Regions from separate parts of the Zea mays genome. Here region 2 is linked to region 1. The links are chromatin contacts, called in public Hi-C maps. All regions are on one chromosome and are shown on one strand. The core of a region is the stretch at or near the end of the contact, and the rest is flanking DNA. Distances in the headings are between cores, read along the strand shown. Region 1 holds the start of LOC111347718. Region 2 holds the start of LOC100280894 (serine/threonine-protein kinase NAK).

Region 1 (6,728 bases), core at 2,627-5,126:
GCCAACTAGGACGAGGATCACGGAAAGGGGGCCCAAGACGATTAGTAAAGCACTTTCTATTTTTCTTTTCATTTTTTCAGTTTTCTTTTCTATTTCAACTTCAAATTTGGATCATGTTTAAACATTCAACTTCAAATTGCAACAAACCAAGACTCCAATATGTCATGCATCAATATTTTTATTTTATTTATTCATTATTATTCCCGTTTAAGCAATTATTTTAAGTATGAATTATACATTATTCCTTATAGCAAATTAGTATTTTGAATGTGGGATAAATTTTTAATTTAATTCATAATGAATATCTATCAATTATTTGTTTTAGGAGTGAATAACTTTAAAGGCGAGGAGTCCATGTTTAAGAGATATTTTACCTCCAATTATTTGAAATTTTTTATACCTTATTTAATGGGGACATGCATTTACCAATAACACATAGGCTTTTAAATAAACTATAGTTTTTTCCAAGATGTACTAATACTATAAACCATATTTTTAGGGTTTACTGACGCGAACGTCGAGGTCTGCACGGAGCGGCACACAACGATTCAAGGCTAGACAACGACATAGAGCGACTCATCGAGGGGATTACGATGGAGCCACAATGGCATCGTGCGAGCACGCGTGCGCGCAGGGCGAGGACAGAACGGGTTTCGTCAGACGACACAAAGGGAGGCGATGGAGATGGGGAGAGGAATGGGGCACATCTAACCTTGGGGCACAATACGACGATTCTTCGGATAGGAATGGTTGCGAGCAAATGGTGCTCCAGCACGCGACGACGAGCGCGGCACAGTTGTTGTGTGCATGGACACGATTGCGCTCTACGAGATCTAGGGAGGGGAGAGTGTGCAGGGCCATGGTCTTATGCGGGGATGATTCGATTCGGGTCATGGCGAGGAGGGGAGATTGGGCTGGGCGGTTGCTGACTTTGCCGCGAACTCGCGTCCTGGTCGAGTCGAACGAAAGAAACCATTGCAAATGGGGAGAATGATATGTGATAGGCGGCCCCCATGGACGGCTCCTTTGCGCATGATGACGGCTGGTGGAGTGCTGAATGGCGGGCGAGCCCCACTACACAGTGATGGCTTAGGCGCGGACGCTTGCATGTGTGCGTAGCGCGGGCACGCGACTAAGATGGGCTGGGCCGAAAACCTGGCTAGGGGAAGGGAGGGGAAGGAAAAAGGTATTTCTTTTTTAAAAAAGGTACAACATTTTTGGATTTTAATTCAAAGAGGTGCTTGAATCTTAACTAAATTCTTTTACTGAAGCAATCTAGACAACCAAAAGATTTATGCTCCAGCATGGAATGCAACACAACATGTAGAACCTAAGTTCCACTTTATTAATTCTCTTTTATCCCCAAAATAGCTCTATCATTTTGAATAAAAAGTGGGAAAACAAAATTAGGATTTAGCCCTTTTAAAAACAAAATTTAATGTTAGCAAAAATTCAGGGTGTTACATATATTTTATCTACTTTGTTGCCATGACCTAGTCAGCGATAGAAACTACCTACGTAGCAGCAAAAATGGCCCTCATATCTAACTTAATCTTCACGAGCAAACATTTGTTTTATAGGTGTTTATATAAAAGAACACCACTTTCCAATGTTCGACACACACTTTGTTTGTTCTCACCTCTCCTCTTTTAGCTTTATGTAAAATTAAGATACAATTATGCATAAGTCGGGGTTTGAATTTTGTTGTTGGTTTCATATTCACACCTACCTTACCAATATAACACATATTTTGTGTTTTATATTCTATACTCAAGCATAATATAAAATAAAGTCTATCTATGTGATATATAAAAACAGTAGCAATGCACTGGGTGTTTATATATAGCTCCACTGCATAAAACACATGCAAAATGATAAATTTGGATTTTTTATTATAAAAAATAGGTTTCGCCACTTTGCCATCGTTTTAAGCGGTTTTGCTCAAATGTCATTATAGAACATGCCGCATACACTATAATGCCATTTAGTTCTTTAATAAACCGAAACAAGGAATTTTTATATTTTATAGGGACATTGATGGCTAATTTTACAGAGACATACGAGGATAATAGGGGCTGTGACAAACAAGATCAGGGACCATAGTGAATGCATGAACAACAACAGGGCCCCTCAATGTCCCTATAAATATATTCATTTCTATATTTTTCATTTTATTAAGGGGATGTTTGGTTTGAGGAATCACTTCATCCAAAATGTGGTGGTGCATCATGGGTCCATTCCTCAAATTTGGTGGGATGACCTTATGCCTCATATTAGTATTAACTAAATAACTATAAGGAATGAGGTGATATTGATCAACTCAATCCATTCCACAAACCAAACAAAAAAGTGAGGAGTGAGAAGACGATGGACTAGATCATTCCTCAAACCAAACAACTTGTAAATGACCAAATGATATTGTAGGGTGGGCGTTATGTTCATTTAGGTGAAGCCTCTCAAAACGATGGTAGAGTAGCAAAACTTAAAATGGTAGAATAATTCTAAATTTGTCAGTGCAAAATAGACGTCCACCGTACATCTTAGAATACTAGTCCATGTGTGCTCTGCTCAGTGCTCTAAAATTGTGTCAAATCGAACATGTACAAACAAAACTGTATTATTGCAAGCCTATAGCGGCATACCTCATCATCCACTCCTAGTATACACAAACAGGATCAGCTGCGACGACCATGCACAAGTACAGACCGAAGGGATAATATCCTGAAGGCCATGCTGTGTCTTGACTGAGAGATGGGCCGCCGCGACTCGTCGGCTTCTCATCACAGCAAAATATCTCACTACCACGGAACGAAGCTAGTCTCGCATACCGTGTGGCTCCACCACCAGTGGGCACGCGGGCCCCCACACGTCCACGTCATCCAATGACAATTGCGATGGCAGCAGCCTCGCTTCCCTGCCGCCGGTTGCCCCCGGCGGCGGGAGCAGAGGCGGCGGCCTTTGCGCCGTCGAGCACGGAGCCCCGGCACGTGGGGCAGGAGTCGTGCGACAGGAGCCAGGTGTCGACGCAGCGGACGTGGAAGCCGTGGGCGCAGCGCGGCAGCACGCGCACCTTCTCGCCGTCCGCGAACTCGCCGAGGCAGATGGCGCAGACGTCGGCGGCGACAGCCGCCGCCCCGTCGGCGCCGCACGCGCCGTACACCTCGACGGGGATGCTCCGGAGCGCGCGCTTCTTTAGCCCGCCGGCGCCGCCGTCCTCCCCGGCCGGCGCGCGGCGTGCCCAGCGGATGAGGCAGCGCGCGAGCGAGTTGAGGCCCATCGCGAAGAGGAGCGCGAACAGCAGCGCGGCGAGGATGATGACCATGTTGGTGTCGAAGCTGCCGTCGCTGCCACCGGAGCTGCTTCTCAGCGCGCGCTGCCCCTCGCCCTCGGCGGCGCTCCCCGGCGCCGGCGACCCCATATACCAGCTCATCGACCTGGCGTGCACGCCCATGGGCACGACGATACCCCGGCACACCGCTCCCCCCTCCTCCTTCCCTTCTTCCTATTAACCAGTGACCGCGGTGCAATTACGCGCCGGCGGCACAGGTGATGCTGGATGGCAAAAAGGGAAGAGGACGCTGCAGCTGCGGCCACTGCGAAACAGAGTCCAGAGAGCGCTTTAGCACTCACGCCGCATCTAAATTGGTTTGGAAAAGTTTGAGGCTTGTGATGAGTGTGATTCGGGCTATTGATGGACGATCTGGCGCAGGAGCCGTATCGGGTCGATTTCTGGTAGGGTCATCACTCATCAGCCGTGAAGTGGAAAGCTCCCCTCCCCCTGCGCAAGCGTCCGGAGATGGAGATTTTATAGCGGGGAGGCAAGATCTCGGGGAGCTCAGACTCAGGCGCAGCGCCGCTCGGCGGCGGTTGGAGCGGAGGGTCGGTTCCGGGTCACTTTATGGTGGGCCTTGCAAAAGTTCGCGCCTCACATGATAAATATCTGTGCCCGTCTCGTAGGCTTGTTGCGCATGCACCTATTTGGTGCTTGTCCGTGCAAATCACGCGGCAACGGGCGTGCGCTGATGCAAAACCTGCGCGTGCTTTTCGTTTCCTTTTATTACTGCCGGCCTGGCCGCTGGCCGGGCTCCACGCCATCGGCCTCTCTGCTCAGTTGTCCTGAGGGCTGGACTGACCAGCTGAGGCAGAGGCCAAACCGCCAAAGGCATAGTCGCATGGAACAATGGCTTCCCAAGTTCTGCATGGATGGAAGCAATCGGGTTTGGCCGTGTGGATGAACCTGGATCGGATGATCCAATCCAGCTTCTGAGTTGTGGTACCTCCTCAAACGCTTTGAAAGTCTTAATATCATCTCCGCCAGATTAGAAAAATAATCTATTCCTATAAAAACTGTCATAGAGGTAAAAAATCTGCTTTGATATGTTCCTTCCGTCCTAAAATAAAATTCGTGTTGGTTTTTTAGAGAATTCATACAATACAATGTATGTGATTTATATATGTATTTATATTCATCATCATTTAGGTGAATATAGACACAAAAATCAAGAGCTAGAACACATACTATTTTGGAACGAAGGAAGTATCTTTTTTCTGTATTTTCTAGGACCCTCGAAATCTCTACACAATCCCTTGGATAGTGATGAGCAAGTAGCCTTTTTCTCGATCGTTGTTCCTCCCCCTTCTCTCACAGGCACTTAGCCCCCACTGGACCAAGCCATCACCGACAATCGTCGAATAGAAACTCATGCCCTTCGATCTATGATTGAGCGACGTTGATAGGTTCCCGATGGTGCTCCTGGTCCTAGGTACCTCCTCCTCCATTGCTTGTATTTCATCAACGGGGCATGCAAGAAGCGACTAGCGAAAGCCAGAGGTTATTTTGGTTTGCTGCCTAAGGCGCCACAACATGTCTAACTTTTCTGCATAAACTTAGTTCTTCAATTCGAGCGACTAAGGTTAGGCAGATTGTATCGCCTTAGGTAGGAAACTAAACAGGCCTAGTCTTCACATGGTCATGCGACAGACTGTAGGTCGGGCAGTGACTTGTTCTGCTATGCAGCATAGTCGGCATTGGCGCTACTCATCTCCTCGATCGACATGTCAACAAAGGGGCATAGAGGGCAAGGGGAGGTGACACTTCTCCTAAACTCTTCCAACCTGTTGACAAACCACAAACCTAGTGAGAGAGGAGGAAGAGAAGTTCCAATAACATATGGGCCCCACCTAGAAGGAGAATAATAAAGGGAGTAGATTTTTCTCAATTTCCTGGAACATAGTTTTCCTATACACTAAAAGTCTGATTTCTCAATCTTCTTTAGGGTTCATTTGGTGACAAGGGGATCACGGGAGTTGGAGGGGATTGAGGGGAAATGAACTAATTTCCCCCTCAATCCCTTTCAATCCTCCTGTGATCACTAGTCACCAAATCAGCCCTTAGTTGCATATAGTGGATTCGATATCCTCAATCTGATGGAGATCCTCTAATTCCTTAGGTTGTCTTTAGCAGTGTTGCGGATGCGGTTCCGTGATGTTTGTGGCGACGAAAGCGTCGCACAAAATATGTTGTTAATACTTAATATGGTCACACATCAATTTAATATCAGCACACACATGAATATTGAGGCTATGTGTTTTACTGTGCACCGCTAAGGAAACCAGCTTTTGCGCAACCGTGGGAGCTCGCGGATATGCACGACGCCGTGAGAGGACATGCATTTTGCGCGACACATGATCGATCTACTGGACGCATGAATAGTACGATTTTGTTACTTATTTTCTGTATCCTTGACCTGCTAGAGGCAGTCTTAGAAGTTGGATAAGAATAAGAACATGTGGCTCAAAATGATGAAGGCAAGCGAGGCTATCTAGTGAAGAATCCTTAATAATCTCTAAACCTACAAGTATTCCTAAAGGATTTGTTTGCACTTCACACCGGATAAATTTTCTCTTCCAACTTGATTTAAAGGTATTTGATCAAGATGAGATGATTATGAGGTTATCTTTTTACCCCACTTCATCTTCACGAGCAGCTCATCGTTGGGCATCATCATTGTGTGACTCTGTCACACCCGCCTTTTGCTTCGAGAGCTCTTTATTATTGGATCCGCTGCTAACCCATCAACTTGTGATGCCTAAGCCATTGACCTCTAGCCACTCATTTGGCTCTCTCCACCTCACACATCTGTAGCCGCAACAACATCGCTACATGGCTATATGCCCACTTATTCACCTAGCCTTCCTACCACATATGAACTTCCTGTTAAGGTTGGTATCTCTCATAGAAACTGTGAATCTCAAACACCGAGTCCTAACATTGTCGGGTTAGAGAAGATGCCATGAAAGAATAAGAGAATGTTTGGAAGTAAAATAGTTTTATAGTTTCTAGACAATGGTATCATTTATAGGAATACCATAATATTTTTTGTCATGAGGTGTTTGGTTGCTTTTCTAAAACTATGTTTTTAAAACCATGGCATTCTAGATATCATAGTACTTTTGGAGTATTGAAAACTCCACTCTAACCCAAAGTTTTCATGAAATGACTAACTTTTGCCTAAATACCATGGTTTACATTATTGTATCCAAACAATAGATACTATTCTTGGAGTTGGCCAAAACCATAGTATTATTGTGATAATTGCAAAGCATGGTATTGTAAAACCATAGTTTTTTAAAAATGTTAACAAACAGGCCCTAAAAGGTTCAAAAGTCGGGTGTGGGTAGTTTTTCACATGTGTGATATAATTGTAGTTTTTTATCGAAACATTCCG
Region 2 (6,728 bases), core at 2,808-5,307, 210 kb before region 1:
TTGCTCTGACTCTCCGCCCAACGTTCAAACCATTTTACAGAAATTATAGAGCCATAGTCCACAGGACCATAATAAACATTCTTGTGTGGTCATCGTAGAATACACACAATGAAACCAACAAAATACTAACATGTGCCGGGGAAGGAAAAAAAATCAAGATTGCAGCAGAAAACGACGCTCGCCAAAAGCATGACTAGCAATTGAGTAGCTACAGGCAGAGATGCAATCAGGCTGGGGTCAGAGTCAACAATTGCAACGGCAGACCATTAAACAAGCTTTCCACAGACAGGAATTCAACATCTCTAACTAACGCAACAGATATCATGAACAGTTTCCTTGTACCCGTGGCAACATGCCACATGAGATCATCATGTGGATGGAGACATTCGACAACACAAACGCTTGCCGACATGCAGCAACACTAGGCACCCAACACTTGGCGCCAAAGGGAACAGCAGAGACATTTGACGTACGGGCGGGGGTGAACAGAAACTGGGAAACGGAGTTTATTGCATTATGAGGTTACAAGGCCCACTCGGCACGCTGCTTCCACCCAATTCGAGCACAAAAAAAAGGTATCTACAACCTGGTCCTATTTACAATTCATCCTGTTCTGCTTTACTCCAGACCCAAGGGCACTACATATGAGGCCACTTGTCTTACAATACAGAACACAGCTAAAAACCGCTACACTACTAACAAAGAAACAAATAAATCCAAGAAAAGGAAATAAAGGAACAATATGGACAATCAAAAGCCTTCGACGCTAGACCTTCGCATAATAGGTGGTGTTTTCTTTATAGAACTTACACTCGGATCGTCCAGGGTAGAAGAGCATGCCCTTGGATGAAACAAGGCAGATGTCGACGACCTTGGTGAAATCAAGTGCTGGTTATGTGAAGGCGGCGATGGAGAGAAGGTTATGACAGGATGGTGAGGCACAATCCCATTGAGGGATGTAGATTTCAACATCACTTTTCTTGGTGCAGCAGAAGGTTCTTGCAGAGGATATCTGCACGGAACCTTTATTTCCTGGACTCTTGCTAGGGCCTCCACAACATCCCTCATGGTAGGCCTCTCCGATGGATCCTTACGCAGGCATTTCAAAATGATGTCTGCTACTATCCGAGCAGCCTTAGTGGGAAAGCGCCCTTTTATACGGGAGTCCATGATAAGAGACAAGCGACTGTCATCAGTAAGGAAAGGCCTACTCCAGTTGACAATATTGCGTTCTTCTTTGGAATAATTGGGATCAAGGTTCTTCCTTCCAGTTATTAGCTCCAGTAACACGACTCCAAAGCTCCAGACGTTGCTCTTGGGAGTGAGTAAACCCTTCTCCAAGGTCTCCACCGAAAGGTTTGCTGCAGACTGAAGAAAACAGATCTTTAGTGAACAACATGACGTCGATTAATTAACAGGTATGATGCAGGTTTTATATCACAATATTATACATATATTCTTGTTAACTGCACCCAATGTTACTTATAACAAAATAAAATATGTAAGAGAACCCACGCAAAATTGTAGTGTTGATGATACTACTATACTATTGGAAGTCTGGAACCATGAAAAGAAACGAGGCATAAGTTGTGCTGGACAACATAAACTTCTAAATTGCACTCATATAAGAACATACCACAGGTGCATTAGATATCTCCTCGGTATTGAAGCCAACACAACCATATCCTGAAAGCTTAGCAGTGAAACCTTTATCTATTTGGATGTTCAAAGTTGAGAACTCGCTGTACATGGCCTGAAAAACAAATGGAAATATAAATACAAGTTAAGTCAGCGGCTCGGTATTAAAAGCACACCTTTTGTGTGATGCCATAGCCCATAAGACCATAAATCAAGTAGCATGATCACCTGAAAGGGTCCTTCATCATGCAAGAAAGCTAGACCTCTGGCAGCACCCAGGGCAACCTTCAAACGTTTAGACCAGTCCATGAAACGACCATCTGATCTTCCAAAGAGTAGCTTATCTAAGCTTCCATGATAAAGCCGTTCATAGACCAACATCCTTTCATTAGAATCTTCTTTTGCATAATAGCCAATCAGTTTACATAAATTGGGATGCTGAAGCGATGCCAATGTGGTCGCTTGCGTTTTAAACTCCTTCAAACTCTGCAGGTGACAAACAATATATCAATATGTTACATCAGCAGAATAATGAGCTAGATAGTAAATATACAACTTAATACATAAAACTTGATTGACACATCAGCAGACCAGCCTACTGTAGAACACGTAATAATGTCCAATTGATCATTTAGAATTTTTAAGTTATAACAACCATTTCAAGTTAGCTCTGCATTTACTCCAAAATATTTCCTGAGTGGGTTATTAGACCAAAGTTCTCTACATCAAGGAAAGGCACACATTTAAACCTACATGCAATAGAAGGCATGAGATCTCAAAAACCAATCCAAAACAAACATTAACCAGGCCTGGGGTAACATAAGAAATGACTGGAGACAAAACAAAGAACAAATGAGAAAGAGTACATAAAGCATCTTGTAGTAAATAGTAAAGGCAAGATCAACTACATGATTGCTTCAGAAACTTGTTACCTAACCTCACACCTGCTGCGGTCCTAATTAGCATTCAAAAAATGTAATGGTATATTAATTATGGGGCTAGCCTAGCATATGTCAGCACAGTAGGCATTTGACCACATGCCCACAAAATGAATCTTATACTCTAGCCTGAATTCAGATCCTTAACAGAATAATTAATGATGCAAAATTACAGAATGGTATGTCCATGAAGTATGAAACTATGTCATAAATACAGCAGACACATGTTTGAAGATCAATGGCTGAGAAAGGTACCTGAGTGGAGGGGAGTAATCGAGCTACTGTTGCTTCAGTGGTCCTCGTATCAATAAATTCATCTCTAAATGTTGCCTTGTATGATGTTGAACCAAGTGTTTCTGAAACACACTGATCACTAGAAAATCGTTGGCAGGCAGATGAAATCTCCTCATAAGAGAAGATTCTAAGTCCATCACATTTCTTTAGAGGCAATGGGAGAGGGCCAGACATCTCCAATGGCCCGCTTACGTTGCTGGCTTTGAAGCTACCAGAGTTCCTAAAAGAATGTCCTTCGCGTGAAGGAAGAGGAAGGGGCAAAGGATTTGAAAAGCGATGCCCCTTTGTCAAACCTTCCTTATCCCTGGAGTCATCTTGATCTCGGTATTCCGAATATGGAAAGCCAAACTGATCAACCACAATAAGGGCTGATGGAGCAGACAGCACGCGAGCCCTGCTGTTTCTGTTTGAAACTTCATTTGATGACTCGGATATCTTGACCCTGTTCCTAAAACTAGGAGGAGCTGATTGCAAAGATGGCACATGAACTTCTGGCTCCGGAAGTCTAGAGGACGTACTTTCCCTTGCATCAACTGATTTCTTGCTTGGGACAAGAGGATTATCAAAATGGCTTTTCTTCTTCTTGGATCTGAGAACAGTGAAGCAACCCATCATTGGCACAGCTGAGAAAATTCCTGCATAATTTTTAAAAAAATCGAAATGTTATCACATATTGGAAAAAAATAAACAGATCCGTGTTACCCTAACATACTTAGTCAATTTAAACACAAAACTTATGCTATGTATCAGGTATGACATCTACTGAAGCAAAATCCTGAACAACAGACAATGCAAAATGCGTCAAGTTATTACAGATGAAAATTCCTAGCTGAATAATCACACTTCGAAAGTGAACCCATCACCAGCAAAGTAGAGACAGGATGGACCCAGTAAAAGGAAACGGATGAACACATCTACACCCCCGGGTATTTTTTTCAAAACAATCGAAGTAAGTAGGACCTGTAATTAGATCAGATCCGAATACAAATAGTAAGTTAGGGTTTGGGTGCTCGGTTTCGCACAGCGGGAGGGGAAAGTGGCGTCCGTACCTGGTGGTGAACGTCGTCGGCGAAGGGCTCGAACATACAGCTGCGACCGTTGCCCAGTCGTCGCCAAGAGAGACAGGAGGGAGCGCACGCCGGGGGAGGGGGGATTGGAAGAACAAGCAGGAATGGAACGGATGGGAGTATATATAAGCAGATCGGGTCTGCGACTGCGATGTCTTAGTAGTAAATAGTAGTGATTGTCTTCTCATCTATTGTCGTATCTACAATATAAAACAGTATTTTAGATGACTTATATAAATTAACTGCTAGACACAGTCTAATATAATTGGTCAAAGTAACAAGTAATGATATATTTAGATTTTATGTGCTACTGAACTTCAGCAGGGTGTTAAATTTTAGCAGTGATAAAGAATAGACTAAAGTTTAGCATTTTACTTCTATTTGATAGGGGTGCTAAAGAAAAGGAAGAGAACGTTATTGGTTTAGGGAACATTTTTAGCACACTTTAGCACTAAAGAAAGAGCTAATATGCTAATAGATGCTAAACTTTAGCATTGTCATTTTAGTATGTCTGATTAGTTTCATATATTCTAAACATTAGTAAAAGTATATTATGCTAAACTTTAGCTCTGTGAAAACAAACAGTTTCTTACGAAGGTAACGAGGGCGAGGAAAAGTAAACGAAGGTTAAAAGAGCAAATAGAAGAAAAGCCGCCCGGTCAAAAATAGAACGATATTACGAGATAGCTTTTTATATTTCACTCCATTAATCTCTATTATATTAAAGCATTAGTTTCAACGGTCGTTCCGTGTCAATATTTTTCAAAAAAACCTTATATTTCTTTAGAATCAACCTGCACTCTAATAATCTCTTCTCTAACACTATAATAGAAGAGTTTATGTAAAAAATAAGGTAAAATTATGTATAAGTGAATGTTTGAAGCTTAGTTGTTGGCTTCACATTCACACCCAACTAATCAATAGAAAACATATGTTTTGTGCTTTATTAAAACAAAATTTATAATACGTTATATATAAAAACTGTAGCAATGCACGGGCATATGACTAGTTATATTTTAAGTTTCTCTTAATCTAATCTTAGGATTTAAATGTCATAGAGTTTGTATCAAATTACTAGAAATTAAAAAAAGAAAATGTACACTACCAACTACCAAGCAGAATTGACAAGCAGGGAGATCGTAATTTCTAGAGTAATTCTTTCTCTCTGTTGTCAAATAAGATGGAGAAGGATAATATCATAATAATGTATGGCGGATTAAAACGGCATCATATATAATTTGGCAAGGTTTTGTGGAGAAAAATACAAAGGCAACGCGTCCAAATTTCTTGTCACACCAAGACACCATAACTACTAAACATATCTGCTGCGTGCTACAACCATGGTGTCATGAGCTGCCGACCTGCCATGGCAACAAAAATGACTCATGATATACTACCAAATACTCCCTCCATCTTATTATTAATTTATAATTCATTTGACATTTTTTGTCTCAAGTTTAACCGGTCCGACTTAATTATTTTTTGCATAAAAATAAAATAAATCAAAGACATACTTAATTCTAGTAAAAATTAATAATAATTGCGAGACTTTTTAAATAAGATGAGTCGGTCAAACTTGGATTAAAAAGTCAAACAAATTATAAATTGAAACAAAAGGAGTACTATTTTTCCTTTTGTGTAATCTAAGCCCTAGCTATTTGGATTGGGGCAAGTTATAAGAATCTCTTTCCACCCAAATATATTAGATTATATTGTAAATCATGAGACACTGGCATGTAAATCTTGAAATTGCCATAATCCATGAGGAGTATTTTTCTTAGTATATTGATATTTCTAAGTATATAATTGAACTAATCAGCGTCAAGTAAAAAAACGGAGGTAGTATTATCAATGAGGAGTATTTTTCTTTCTTTGAACTTTGAAGTTTAATTTTCTCGTTGGGAAAAGTGGTGCACCTTTGCTTGTTTAGTAAAGAACAGTGGGTTTTGTACTTCTCTTCTTTATTTGGGAATTGGGAACGTATAGTAGTAGGCTATCGAGGTTCCTCTCTTCAATTTTATTTCCTTTGCTGCTAAGATATCACTACCTCGGTGCCGTGAAGAGACAAGCGGCCGGGACGGCTTCCAAATTGTTGACGAGTCAGCTAAGATAGATATCGCTACCTATTCTCCGTTCGTTAAAACAAGGTCTAGCTGAGTAGTGAATACCATTATACCAAAGGAAAAAAAAAAGGTGGAAGCAGAGAAGATTACTTGGCTTTCTATGAAAGGGATCGCGTGCAGGCATCTTTTGTTGAAGTCATTGCTGCGCCGAAATGCCTCTCTTGTTGAACTGAACGGAAGGATCCAAACCTTGGAACACACAACTATCTTTTTTTTCTTCTGGAAATTACTCTCGAAACGCTAGCAGAACAATATGAGATGTTGGTGCAATCGATATGTGTTCGAATGGCGCCAAGAATTGCGCTTAGCACCATTTCATAGGTTTGACCAGCCTTGAGATTAGCTAAGAGCAAGGCTAATAGAAGAATCAACTGAAGGCTCTAAATGTTCTTAGATCTTACCACGTTATTTAGAGTCAACAATAAAATCAATATATATATATATATATATATATATATATAGTAAAAGTTATTTTTAGGTGACTCTAAATTGGAGAGAGGAATTATTTAGATTTGCTGAAAAAAAGAAAGAGACATTCTTAACTCCCACGTCAGGGTGCAAGCATGCTCTTGTTTCTCATAGAATGTGTTGGAATCTGATTCCTTATTAAGCACTCACTTTCTTCTCTCTCATGTGTTCTTATCTTGCCATCTAGGATTTAGGTGACA

What was found. A called contact is a pair of places that touch in the nucleus more often than the background predicts.
Region 2: a contact with region 1 is called in a Hi-C map of bundle sheath, with 4 times the contacts expected there. The contact joins the promoter of LOC100280894 here to the promoter of LOC111347718 in region 1. A contact is called at or near these places in 5 of 25 Hi-C or Micro-C datasets (bundle sheath, ear, endosperm and 2 more).

Annotation. Positions count from the first base shown.
Region 1 is chr3:189,589,400-189,596,127 of Zm-B73-REFERENCE-NAM-5.0, reverse strand. It overlaps LOC111347718, which reads right to left and starts at 3,876. Exons shown (of 1, transcript NM_001357585.1): 1 at 2,559-3,876. The coding sequence starts at 3,451. The coding sequence ends at 2,876.
Region 2 is chr3:189,795,086-189,801,813 of Zm-B73-REFERENCE-NAM-5.0, reverse strand. LOC100280894 (serine/threonine-protein kinase NAK) reads right to left here and starts at 4,057. Exons shown (of 5, transcript NM_001371675.1): 1 at 3,920-4,057; 2 at 2,832-3,505; 3 at 1,867-2,124; 4 at 1,637-1,753; 5 at 489-1,368. The coding sequence starts at 3,485. The coding sequence ends at 751.